2 separate regions of the Sus scrofa genome follow, and region 2 is linked to region 1. Evidence: chromatin contacts called from public HiChIP or PLAC-seq data. All regions are on one chromosome and are shown on one strand. The core of a region is the stretch at or near the end of the contact, and the rest is flanking DNA. Distances in the headings are between cores, read along the strand shown. Region 1 overlaps SPATA9 (spermatogenesis associated 9). Region 2 overlaps LOC106508433 (a long non-coding RNA gene).

Region 1 (6,565 bases), core at 2,745-5,244:
GATAACTTATTCTAGGAACCTGAAAGAACCAGGTTGAAGGACTAAGTGACTTGTTCAAAGTCCGTATGCTGACTGTGACTGTCTTTTTTGATGTCAATTAAGAATCAACACCTATAAAATCTCTTCTCCTTTGCTTTTGTTCTAATTATCTTAGGACCCAGCTTTAATTTTTAAAATTCTTATCAATAAGTTATTTCTATATATATATATATATATGGTAGTTTATCAGAAATCTTTAATTTTTAAAATTCTTATCAATAAATTATTTCTATATATATATATATGGTAGTTTATAAAATTTTAGCTGTTAATATTTTGCCATATTGCCTTTAGATATCTGTTTTATAAAAAGAAATATAACCATGCTCTGATCCTTTCCTTTTTTTCCTCTACCAAAGGTAATCATTATCCTAAAGCTGATATAAGCATTTACATGCTTACTTCTATATTTTCACTACATTTGTATGCACCTATCATCCTATGCATACTTAAAATTTATATAAATGATTCTGTACTTACCCTTCTGAAGCTTCCTTTTTCACTCAACATTTTTTATCTCTCTATTTAGCTATGGTTCTGTGGTTTATTATTTTAACTTCTTTGTGGTATTTCATTATAAGGAAAAAATAATCCATAGTTTTATCTATTATTGGACAGAAGGATGATTTGGTTTCTAATTTTTTTGCATAACAGTGCTTCAGTGAACACTCTTGTAAATGACTCCTTGTCCATAGTATGAGACATTTCTCCAGATATACATCTATAAGAGGGATTGCTGGTCATGAGGGGTGCACATCTTCCATTTTATTAGCTTTTGTCAAAATGCTTTTCAGAATGGGTACATTTTCTTGGGATTCTCTATGATTCTTAAATCTGAGGATAATTTGTTCAGTTTTGGAAAACTGTTAGCCATTATTTCTTCCAGTATTTCCTCTTTCTCATTTTCTTTAATCTCTTCTGGGATGCCTATAAAACATACTTTGGGCCTTCTCATTTTATTCTTTATGTCCATTTACCTTTCTCATATTTTCCTTTTCTTTTTTTGGTCATGCCCCTGGTGTGCAGAAGTTCCAGGGCCAGGGATCAAACCTGAGCCATAGCAGTGACAACGCTAGGGCCACCAGGGAACTCTCCTTTTCTTTATCTCTTTTTGATACATTGATTCACTTCCAGTTAACCAGGTCTCTCCAGCTGTATCTGGTATGAGCTTTTATTTATTAAATGCATTTTAAATTTCAGACATTATTATTTCTAGACATTCTATTTGGTGTATTCCCCCAAATTTCCAACCTTTTTTTCAAAGTGTCTTTTATAGGTTTTTTTTTTAATCTCTAATTATTGTAAACATATTTATGATCTTTTTAAAGATTGCTCTTTGAGATTTTGAGAGTATGCTAAATAATTTTCCTGACTATTGTCATCTACATTGTATCTCCTCATAGTGGATCATTTGTTTTGTTTTTAATTGAAAGTTGTTTTTTTCAGTAGGGATTTTTTAAAAATAGGAATACCGGAGTTCCTGTCGTGGCTCAGTGGTTAACGAATCCGACTAGGAACGATGAAGTTGCGGGTTTGATCCCTGGCCTCGATCACAGGGTTAAGGATCTGTCATGGCCGTGAGCTGTGGTGTAGGTCGCAGACACAGCTCGGATGCCGCGTTGCTGTGGCTCTGGCGAAGGCCAGAGGCTACAGCTCCGATTAGACCCCTAGCTTGGGAACCTCCATATGCCGCGGGTGCTGCCCTATAAAGATAAAAGACAAAATAAATAAATAAATAAATAAATAAAAATAAAAATAAAAATAGAAATACCTTCTGGCCTTGGTGGTATAACTGTTCCTTTGCTCCAGAGGTATCTGTCCCTGGTAGAGACCAGCTTCCTTCCTTTCTTTCTGGACTGGTAGGTGCAATTATTCTAGTTCCCCTTTTACTGAATTTGGAGTCTGCAAAGGCCTGATCCTCACCTCTTGTACATCCAGGTCTCATATCCAGTCTCTTTATTAGAATTCAAGCCCCCAGCCATTATTTCAGGGTCTAGTAACCTCCCCAGAGTTCCTGGGACATTAGTTCACACTTACTGCTTGGCTTATAGTTCCCAGTTTGTTCCTGATATGGGGTGTGTGTGGATTCTTTCCTTCCTTCCTTCTTTTCATGTTTTATAAATTCAATTTTATATTAAATTTTCAGGGGTTGATTTTATATGAAATCTCTAGTTTTTTTTTTTTGTTTGTTTGTTTTTTGATGTGAAAGGTTCTTCACTAGCTCATTTTGCCATGTTGCTGGAACCAGATGTCCTTCAACTTTACTTCTTAATATACTTTTACAAATTATAAGATGGTTAAATTTCTTTGGGGAAATGAGGTGTAATTCTACTTTTTCATTTACTTAGTAAATATTTACTGAAAATTTGACTTGTTAAAATAATGAGTGTAGGTGCTAGGGAGTCATAGGTGTCCTGTGGACTGTAAGGTTGATAGGCAAATAAGCCTCGTCAGCAGAGCATAGTGATTAAAGTGTGCAAGGTATACTATGGAAGCATCAACAAGGAGCATACAATTCCTAAGAGTTGGCAGTGTAGGCTTTCTAGAATCTGATACTGGATCTGAGACTTGACGGAAAGGAAAATTAGCCAGGTGAAGAAGTAGGAGAATCATTCCAGGAACAGAACAGTGTATATTAAGACACTGAGGTAAGAGAGCATGAGTTGTTTAGGAAATGTAAGCAGTTTCATATGGTTGAAGTGAGATAAGTGGAAATAGTCCCAGGTCAGAGCCTCTGGCGTCCTTGAGGGTTAGGAGTGAGGAAGAAGCTTCTCTTGGTTAGTATGTGAGAGGAACCTAAGTTGTAGCAAGGAAGAAAACAACACCTCAAGTCTTAAAGTCTCAGGACAGAAATATAAGTATGAATAGTGAAGACAGTGGCCTGGAGAATCAAAGAAACAACAGAGTAATGGATGAGGTGTGATGGACATCAGTGGATTGGTCTGTGAATGGAATGTATCTCTGATACCAGAGTGTGCTGAGAGGTAAGTGGCTTAGCACAGAGTTCACCTTACCCAGAGTGGATTCCAGCATGAATTCCTTTAAGACTTGTCAGGCTGCCTGTGCCAGGATGGAATTTTGTGGTGTGGAGTGAAATCTGCAATTACTGTGTCAGGGGATATGCTTTGTGGATGCATGGAGAGCATTGCTTCATGTAGGAAAGTAAGCAGCCTAGTTAACCTATAGAAGGTACGTGTTGGAGATCTTGTGTTCTATCTTAATCACTGATCTGAGGATAGTGAATGATGGAAAGGTGTGTTTCTATCTAGAACACCTTAAGTGGTTGTACTCAGACTCTGCTGGATACCATGTAGCTGGTGATGCCAGTCAGGCAGATTATTTCCCTCAAGGACTTGGATATAGGGGCATTATCATTAGGACACTACCTATAAGTAGATAGTGTTTCAGTTCTTTGATGTGGTCTGGGATGATGTATACAGTTTTGGTTTTCTCAAGATAATTAGAGAATGGATGCTGCCGCAGGAGCTCCCTTGACAATCTAAATAGGCTGTTTTGGTTGCATGCTCAGCTGTACAACATGTCCTGTTTATTTTAGCATATTTAATGATATTGTGCCGGATATGAACTGCCCAGAGCCTCAACCAATACAAATAGCCTGAAGAGATTCCAGTGGCTTGTGACATGAGCACAGGCAGTTGGGGTCAGGCCTGTTTAACTGTCTATCTTGTTAAAAGAGATTTCGTTTGTGCCTGGCTATATGGGTGCCAAAACAGGTCGCTCCTTAAACCCTTCCCTATTCTGCAGAGCTGAGATTATTGTGATATACCCACTCATTCTATAAGTGGCCTTAGGAAGGGAACACTGAAACTTTCCTGGTGGTTGTCAGTATCCCCAGCACTAGTACTTACAGAATGCTGCATCTGCTTAGCCTCATGAGCTGCCTGGCTTAGTGAAGCTTGCAGTTGTTCTGGGCTGCAGTGACCTAGATAATCCACTTGAATGCTGACCTCAGCCAAGACACGTCAGCTCCCAGACATAGTTGTTGACTTTGGCAGGCCACACAGGGCCACAGGACCCGGAGCTCTTCCTGTGATAGACTCTTCCTTATAATGGCATTAGAGATATCTGTTTCTACTTTGTGCAGACACTCTGGATGGCATAGGAAAGAGACAGCTAGGAAGAGAAAACTCTTAGCCTTAAAACTGCCTATGCCTTAAATGGATCCCAGTGAACTTGTGTTCTCCTGTTTCAGGATGAAGGCCGGAGGCTTATCTAAGTAAAGTTTCTTCCTCAACCCCTAGCGCTCCAAGGTAGACTCCAGTGTGGGGTTTAAACTGTAAACCTCACAAGTATCAGGAAATTCTGTAGCTCCTTGATGGGGCTGCCATCAATGGTATAATTCAAGATCTGGGAAAAAAGGAAAATTCCTAGAAAGTAGAACCCTGCGAATCTTGAAGACATACTTTTGCAGGTTGGCCAAGAGGTTTGGACATTCGAACTTTTATAAGACAACCTGATTAAGAACTTATTCAAGAGCAGTATTCCCCAGGATTACTCTGAACTGTTAGGAGTCTTTCATGAGTATTGTGGCTTGCTAGGCGAGACATGATCGTGTAGTTCTCCCAGACTTATAGGATACACTTTTTTTTTTTTTTTTCCTGGATCTATAAAAGCAGTCAGTGCTTCTTCCAACACTTATTTGTGAATCGCAGAGTGTCTCCTATAAATCCTTTGATGTCCCTCGTCAGGATGGTTTTGGACAACATTAAGTTGGACCTGGTAATTCTCCAACCTTCAGGTTATCTGTAGGTGGATCTCTATTTTTTTAAACAGCTTATGGTTTGCTTTTTTTGTGATTTATTTCTTTGTTAGTGAAACGAAGATGACTATAGATAGTTCTTTTATGAGACAAGGCAGTCAAAATTATGTGGGGGAAGTGGAACATAACATTATTTGGGAGAAACTTAAAAGATTGAAACGCTTTTACTGTTGAAATACCCACATAACCTTATTTGTTAATATTACCAACTACAAAAAAGGAATATATGGGTATACTATTGATATCAAAATACTTTTAACTTGAAAATGCAAATAATGTAAAATTCTTGTAACAACAGCTTAAGATTAAATTTGTGAAATAGGCCAAAACAATCTAGACAAAGCCTCCCATTTACCAAATTTACCTCACTTTTTAACATATACAGTTCCTGTAGCAAGCCAAGAATGAAACACTGTGGTTTATAATATGAAAAACATGTATTAAAAGTGAGTCATAAAATGGAAAAATGGCTACTTAGCCAGTAGTAGCCACATAAATTTTGGAGCAAATGTATTTTCTTCAGGGGTGGTTTTTTTTACAGGAATAGCAAGTATTTTTTAAAAGCATTAAAATGGTATAAAAGTAACCCTTAGGCAATATACAGATTCACCATTCAGAAGCATAACATATCAAATACATATCTATTTTGAAACTAATCAATTTAATTACTTTTAGGTGAAGGACAAAAATCTAAAAAAGATGTAGTAAAACAGAAAGAGTAATTTCTCCTGCTTGCATATACCAATTTTTTTTTTTTATTGTATATGGCTTACCGTTTATCAAATACTGACCTCCCACTTATGTTCATGTATTCAGCAACTCATGAATCTTTGACTTTGCTGGGAGATTTTGTTGGAGTGTATCTGCTTTCCTTTCGAAAGCCTGCTCCCCACTTGTATGTTTGTCTCCTTATAGCCTGTTAGCGGGATTCAAAGGCATGCTGTCCTTTCGATTCTTTCAACAAGAGGAAAAGAACAGCAGCTGCTTCATTTCCTGGAAACTCTTTCCAGAGGCCAGGAACTCTGGGAACATTTCCAGGCTGACTTATGGAGAGAGTGGGCTAAAACTACCCCTACCTATACCTTTGTATATGGCCTGAAAGGTGGGGAATAAGAAGGGAAACTCCCCTCCCCGCCCCTCTTCCTCACCCCACCATCTCTTAGCCACTAGGCTAGATAGTATTCTTGGCTTCAACATTCTGGAAATCACTTAAAAGTGAAGAAGGGAAATTTGGATAGGCAATTTTGTTCTTCATTCAGTAGTGACAGCAGTAAGCAAAAACTCAGTATGCTACAGCAACAAGCACTTAGAACAAATCTTGGTACACAGTGCCACATAAATGCCTGCTCAGTAAAATATTATCACACATTCTTCAGAAGCACTCTTTAAAATGCTGTAGCATACCATTGGGTGGATATAGCATAATTTGCTTAGCCATTCCGCTATCACTATTTCAGTTTTTCAATGTTATGTGTAGCTTTTAATGAACACATACATTCTGTTTTTTCTAATTGGTGTGCATTTACATGATTTTGTTAGCTACAGCTGGAACCTTTTGGGAGTTACTGAAACCTCTGAGTGGATTGGCCCTTGAGGGGAGCATGGCTAACTGCCACTTCACTGCTGAATGGGAAGGGAATTTTTTTCCTAATGTCCTCATTTCGTATCCTTATAGCTCAAAGCAACAGAGGTAGCCTATAAGAGTATGGTTCCCTTCATCTGAATATGTTATAGTGTTTCCTTAAA
Region 2 (6,399 bases), core at 2,910-5,409, 690 kb before region 1:
TTAACCCCAGCCTGGTATTTTGTGTATACTTAGAGTATAATAAATATTTACTGATACTCCTGTTACCAGTTTTATTGCCAAAGCATTCTTTCACATGATTCTCAGTTTTCTGGATGGAGTATCACACCCCTTGATTAACAGAGGAGAGATCTAAGTTCACAGACATTCGTAAGAGAATCCGGACTAGAACTTGAATCTTCTAACTCCAAATCGAGTGCACTTTGAGGTACATCCTGCGCTTTCTCCCCAAACACTAATATGGAAGTAAATTTAAAAAATTGTGCCTCAGAGATCTGGTAAAGCATATTTTGGACAAATAGCAGAAAGAATAAAGGTCTTACTATGACAGTTTTTTCACAGGAGAAACTGCAGAACGCTGTGACATGGATAGGATATGTTCCTTTCCTGAACGCCACCTCTAGAGGGCAGCACACTCTTCATAACAAATAGATTCTCCTTGGCTTGGAAGAACAACCTGGAGTGAAAACCTAAAATATTTGATGTGCTTATAAATACTTTAAATCAGGCAGGATGCACAAACATCTCAGGTCCAGTACCCTCTTTGTGTGGGGGAGAAAGGGGCAGAAATGGGGGTGGAGCTATGAGCCTTTTCTTTCTTCCCTCTGCAAGAACAGAGGCTCTAATATTGAATATCGAATGAACTTGAAATGGCCCTTTGAATACCAACTTGACACTCCGAAGTAAAATATTTAATCTTAAAAGCAGAAACAAAGAACAGAGGGAGAACACGGTGTGTACAGGGAACTACTGCTGGTTGAGTATTGCTGGAATCCAAGTAGTAGGAGCCAAGGCCTGAGAATTAGGCAAGAGATGGCCACAGAGGGCCATGCGTGCCAGGAAAGGAAGTTGAACTTGCTGGTGTAGATTCCAGGAACCATGGAATGGCGTGGCTGAGAGGAACAGGGTCAGAATTGTGTTTAATAGGGACCATTTAGGTAGCTCTGGAAAGAGCAGAACTGAGAACAAGTCTAGAAACCAGGAGGCCAGTTAGGAGGCTGTATCTTTCCTGGAAGAGGAGGTGTGTCTGAGAACGGTAGCAATGATAGGACTGGGGCGGAGAGGGCAGATTCGAGAAACACATAGGAGGGGAAACCATCCACGTGCAGCATCAGCTGGATGAAGAGACAGAGAGAAAGGTCAGGGCTGATATTTTATAACCCTGTTCACTGGGTAGAGAGATGGTGACACAAAGAGAGTGAATTTGGAGGAAAGTTCTGCTTAGTTTTTGAGGAATCAAATCTGAAATATCTGATAAGCGCCCACTTGAAGATACCTGGCAGGTAATGGAATTGGTGAGTCTAAACCTTAGGGAAGAAATCTGAGTAGCAGGTTGAATTAGAGGGTCATTAGCATACAGGTGGTAGTTGAACTCCTGAGAGTAGATAAATGCACCCAAGAAGAGTCTCCATAATGAGAAGTAGTGTGCTGTAAACACAGACACCTGGGGCACACAAGGATGTAAGTGACGGGTGGAGAGAGAAAAACTTGCCTTTAAGAAGGAACAGAAGCGAATGAGAAAACTGGAAAATATACTATTACTTTGGAGGGCAGTAGTACATATAATCAACATTGCCAAATGCCCCCAAATGTATAGCAAGACAAAGATTGGAAAATGTCCATTGGATTTTGTAATTAGAAGGATACTCGTGGCCTCAACAAGAGCACAAGCCAGACTGCAGGGGTGCAGAGTGAATGAATGGCACACCCAGTGGTCACAGTGAGCACAGATTACTTTTTTAAAAAGTTTAGATAAGAGGAAAGAAGACATGGGACATTTTCTGGGGCATGTGAAGCCAAAGATAGATTTCCTTTTTATTTTTTTTTTTTATTTTTATCTTTAGGGCGGCACCTGTGGCATATGGAACTTCCCAGCCTGGGGTGGGGGGGGGTCCGAATCAGAGCTACAGCTGCAACCTATGCCACGGCTTGCAGCAATGCCAGATCCTGAACCCACAGAGTGAGGCCAGAGATTGAACCTGCATCCTCATGGATACCAGTCGAATTCTTAACCCGCTGAGCCACAACAAGAACTCTGATTTCTTTTTTAATGAATGGGAGGGAAACTAATAAGCTTATACTTTGAAGGGAACACACACCTGCAAGAGGAAAGCATGATGTTTCAAGAAGGAGAATAGCTTTGGCGCCTGGTCTTGGCAAGTCTAACTGGGTGGGCCCAGAACAAAAGAGGGCACCATGTCTTATGAAACTGAGGCAAGATCATGAGGGGGGGGTGTGCAACTCAGTTTCTGGATGTGGAGGAGCCAAGAGATGCGGGAAGGTCATGCTTAATTGTTTTGTAGCAGGAAAATCCATTATAAAGATATCACTTATTGCTCTTATTATTGTAGCAGTTTCCAACGAATGAACAAGTCGGCCTTTGTGTTGTGTTTCCTGGTCTTGCCTTGAATCACTTGAAATGACTTTTGTACTCCTGGGGCTGAAAGCAAGCTTCTAGGATACTAGGATGGTGACTCCTTCCCAGCCTTTTCCTTTAAGTGTTTAACTGAGATTCTCCACATGGTCGTTAAACTCCCTACTGTGTAACCGGGTCCATAGCTGAGATAAGAGTAGGCAGAACTGGTACTGAAGCTGAAGAAGGTAAGTGTGAGGCCCTGGAGGTGATCTTCCTGGAATGGAGAAAGGAGCCAGTGGGAGCAGGATGTACAAGTGCCTCAAAGCAAGGAAGTTCCTTGAATCAGTCCTGTGAAGATGGCAGGCTCTCTGAAGAGGTGGCTTATGGTCGTGAGGGGTCCTGAGCTCCCAAGACATGACAACCTGGCCACCTTGCCTGAGTCAGGCCAGGGGTGGAGTAGGGGAAATAGAGCTTCCAGCCTACAATGGACCATTTGGGCCCAGATAATAAACAAAAACTGTGACCACGATAGTGCTTAGAGAAGGCAGATCTCTTCCCAAATTTCCTGGGCTAAGCAATCCTCCCTGGATTCATGACAGCCCCTAGAGGGAAGGAGCTCCAACAATGACTGCTACTGAGCATCGCAGCTCTTGAGAGAGAATTTTGAACTTAAATTTCTTAAAAAGTGCCATATGGTATTTCTTGCACCTCAGCATCATCTGAGAAACTTCATCCCCAGTTCACCACTATCTTCTTGACAAAGCAGAGAGAAAATTTGCTAAAAGTGAGGAGAATATGGAATGGATGTTGAGTTGAGGGTTTGAGACACATAAAATCAGTTTTTTTTTTTTTTTCTTTATCTGCGTCCTACATACACCACAATTCACGGCAACACCAGATCCTTAACCGACTGAGCGAGGCCAGAGGTCAAACGTGTGTCCTCGTGGATATTAGTCAGGTTCGTTACTGCTGAGCCACAACGGGAACTCCCATAATACCATTTTTAAGTATAGAGTCTTTAGAAACATGGAATCAAAGAATGTTGATATTGGAAGAGAGCTGCTGAACTTTCAGGTCTAGGCTCTCCTGTGTCTCTTCCATACATATATTTTGCAGATGAGAATAAGTAAAACTCAGAGAGGCTAAGGGTGGTATTTAAGAACACACAGCATCACAGTGCTTCAGACTGTTTACTCTCATTCATTCTATCATCAGAGCAGCCACCCTATCCAGCATCCCCTGCTGACGACTGTGCTGCCGGCACCCCTCACCTACCGCTATTACACTGCACAGAGGTTGCCCTGATGTCACATTTCACCCAAAGATGAGGGCAGCTAGGTTCATCCAGCTTCCTTCCCACAGTTGCCCTCCAGCAGCAGGACAAAGGCACCTCAGCTTTGGGCCTAGTTTCTGGCCCCAGCTGACAGCAGAAGGCCGATGCTCTGGCTCAGGAAAGGAGGAAGGGGACTGCAGAATCCCAGCACTGAGAAGGCCCTCGGGCTTTCATTCCTTTAGTCTCTCCCCTCACACAGGAGGGAACTGAGGTCTCTGAGTGGTGCTGGGACTTGCCCACACACCTAGGGAGTCCAAATCAACAGGAAAAGCCTGCTCATTCTGGTTTTTCTTTTTCCAAGCTCCCTTTCCAAACACACAGCTCCTCCTCTGACTGTGCAGAAAACAGCAAAAGCCTCCCTGTGTGAAAATCCCCACCAAGAACACACTGTCCAGGTCACTCTAACTCCGGCGCACGCTGAGCTCTGGAAGCACTGACAGAGGCCAGGGAACCCTATGCTCCTACCTCCCGTTAACTGGGTCACGCTTCACACTGAGGAAGGATGAGGGAGAGCTGCACTCTGTACTTAGCTGATGGGATATTAATGGAATCAAGGAATGGCCGGGAGAGAAGCTATAAAAAGACTGGGGCTTCCCCTATAAAATTGGCACCCCACGCCCCCAGGTCCTTGAGGAGAGAAAGGCCAAACAACAAGGACCAAAGCAGAAATCTACAGTGTGAGAGCTGGTGGCCAAAAAGGAACCATGCAGCTGAAGCTGACGGCACACACGAGGCCCAAGCCTGGAGGCCAAGCTAGGTGGGGAGGGAGAAAACAGGCTGGACAGGCTCTTCTAGAAATAAAACCATTCCATCACTGTCATTCCTAGAGTTCCCTACCATTGCCATCCCCAAGCTGAGACCTACACTTCAGTCTCCAGGATGTTCGAGACCAGGGGACCTCGAGGGAGGGCAAAAGTGCTCTGTTTTTCAAAATAACTTTAAGGGTGCACAAGAATTTTCATTTTAATAGTTATGTGTTTATTTTTGCAGTCACCCATTGGTTCTAACAAAGAATATTAGTTTTCTGTTTATGATGGAAAATTGAGTCCAGTTTAAACAAATATGGAGTCAACTTAGAGAAAATTATCCTGACAAAAATAATGAAAGTGATATATAACAGCCCCACATCTGGGAAACCCTGACCAGGATCTTCCCAACAAGGAGCAATGTCAGCTGCAACCTCACCGTAACCGTGATGGAGAAATGCAAGATTTGAAGCATCATGTTATAATAAATGGTGTGAATTTTCCTGCCCTGTGTGGATACCCTGGAGATTTGTTTTTGTTTGGTGGGGTGGGGGGCTGGATCTGTATTGCTCTCTTGTTTAAACTTTCCAGACAGGAACATTTTATTTTCCCATATCACATCTCTCACTCTTTTTTGTTTGTTTGTTTGTTTGTTTTTAATGGACACACCTGAGGCATATGGAAGTTTTAGGGCCAGGGACTGAATCAAACTGCAGCTGAAACCTACACCATATCTGCAGCAATGCCAGTTTTTTAACCCACTGCATCAGGCTGGGGATAGGAAGCACACCTCCACAGCCACCTGAGCTGCTATAGTCGGTTTCTTAACCCACAGCACACCAGTGGGAACTCTCTGGAGCCTCTTTTATTCTACATCACAGAGCTGGTGATTAGGAAAGCCATGAAGGGCTTCTGGTTCCAAACAAAGGCCTCCTTCAAAAGAAACAGCCAAGTATGAGGAGTGACTGTTCCTTCTTCTTCCAATGACATGCTGAATGCCAAATAAGAAGGCCACATTAATTTTCACAATTTGTGATATAAGACAAATGTTGGTCCATGAATGGTTATACCCTCATCTTTCCTTGTCATTTCTTCATCAGTTAAGGCTGTAAAAGCAAAACCAGTTAGACGAGGATTTAATCCATAGTAATCTCTGCATTGAAAAGCCTTCCTTGGTGACATTTTTATCTACATACCCACCAGGCAGAGATAGTAACTTGGTTCAGTGCCGGGAAAAAGCTGAAATTTAGTAAATATTTAATGTTGTCAATGAAACAATTTCCTTAAACTCTGACCTTTATTTCAGCTAGTTTCTTTCAGAAGAAGATAAATAAAAGCAAGAAGAGTTAGACCCATTTAGTGATTATGTGTATATATATATATATACATATTTATATATACACACACATATATATAAATAAGGAGAATAAGCTACAAGAGACCACAAGTTGATTGATCCAGTTGAAAAATAAAAACATGAATGATTTGATATCCTGGCTAAAAGAACTGAAAATTTTCAACACGTTAGCCAAGGCCATTAATATATTTGGTGTAGTCCCTGCCTGCATCTCCCGGTTGTGTGGTTTAGAAGTGAGAGATCCTACAAAATTCCACTTCTGTCAAATTTTCCTACCTACTCTCCTACGGTTTGGTTTTATGATGTTCTGCATGCAAGACTGGAAAGGAGAAGGAGGCATATAATCTGACACTCAAAGAACAAGAAGAGAACTAGAAGTGGAGAAAGTAGAACTGAGTTCGAGTCTCTCCAATTTATGATGGAAAGGTTTCTCTTCTGGGGAAAGTCACTGCATCTGCCTGGTGCTCAGTTTCCCCACATGTGAATAGAGTGGTGGGACTGCTGAGTCATGGATCCTAACCTGAAATACACAGATTCTATAAGAGCAACATTAAAAGTTCTCAAAACAAATTTAGATGTGGTAAATATA

Evidence for each region. HiChIP or PLAC-seq counts read pairs in DNA pulled down with a chosen protein or histone mark.
Region 2: a contact with region 1 is called in an H3K27ac HiChIP or PLAC-seq map of skeletal muscle, with 8 times the contacts expected there. The contact joins two enhancer-like sites. A contact is called at or near these places in 7 of 47 Hi-C or Micro-C datasets (embryonic fibroblasts, epiblast stem cells, fetal skeletal muscle and 3 more) and 1 of 2 datasets of contacts at active chromatin or transcription factors (skeletal muscle).

What each region holds. Positions count from the first base shown.
Region 1 is chr2:102,265,125-102,271,689 of Sscrofa11.1, reverse strand. The region is part of intron 3 of SPATA9 (spermatogenesis associated 9); the gene reads left to right. Among named protein-coding and RNA genes, the nearest start is that of SPATA9, 19 kb to the left of the region's middle. Within about 2 kb of position 3,994, at least 31 of the 83 cell types and tissues checked have an H3K27ac peak or open chromatin away from gene starts, as enhancers often do. A contact at or near this core is called in skeletal muscle, where this site is marked.
Region 2 is chr2:102,956,636-102,963,034 of Sscrofa11.1, reverse strand. The region is part of intron 6 of LOC106508433 (a long non-coding RNA gene); the gene reads right to left. Among named protein-coding and RNA genes, the nearest start is that of PCSK1, 91 kb to the left of the region's middle. Within about 2 kb of position 4,159, at least 14 of the 83 cell types and tissues checked have an H3K27ac peak or open chromatin away from gene starts, as enhancers often do. A contact at or near this core is called in skeletal muscle, where this site is marked.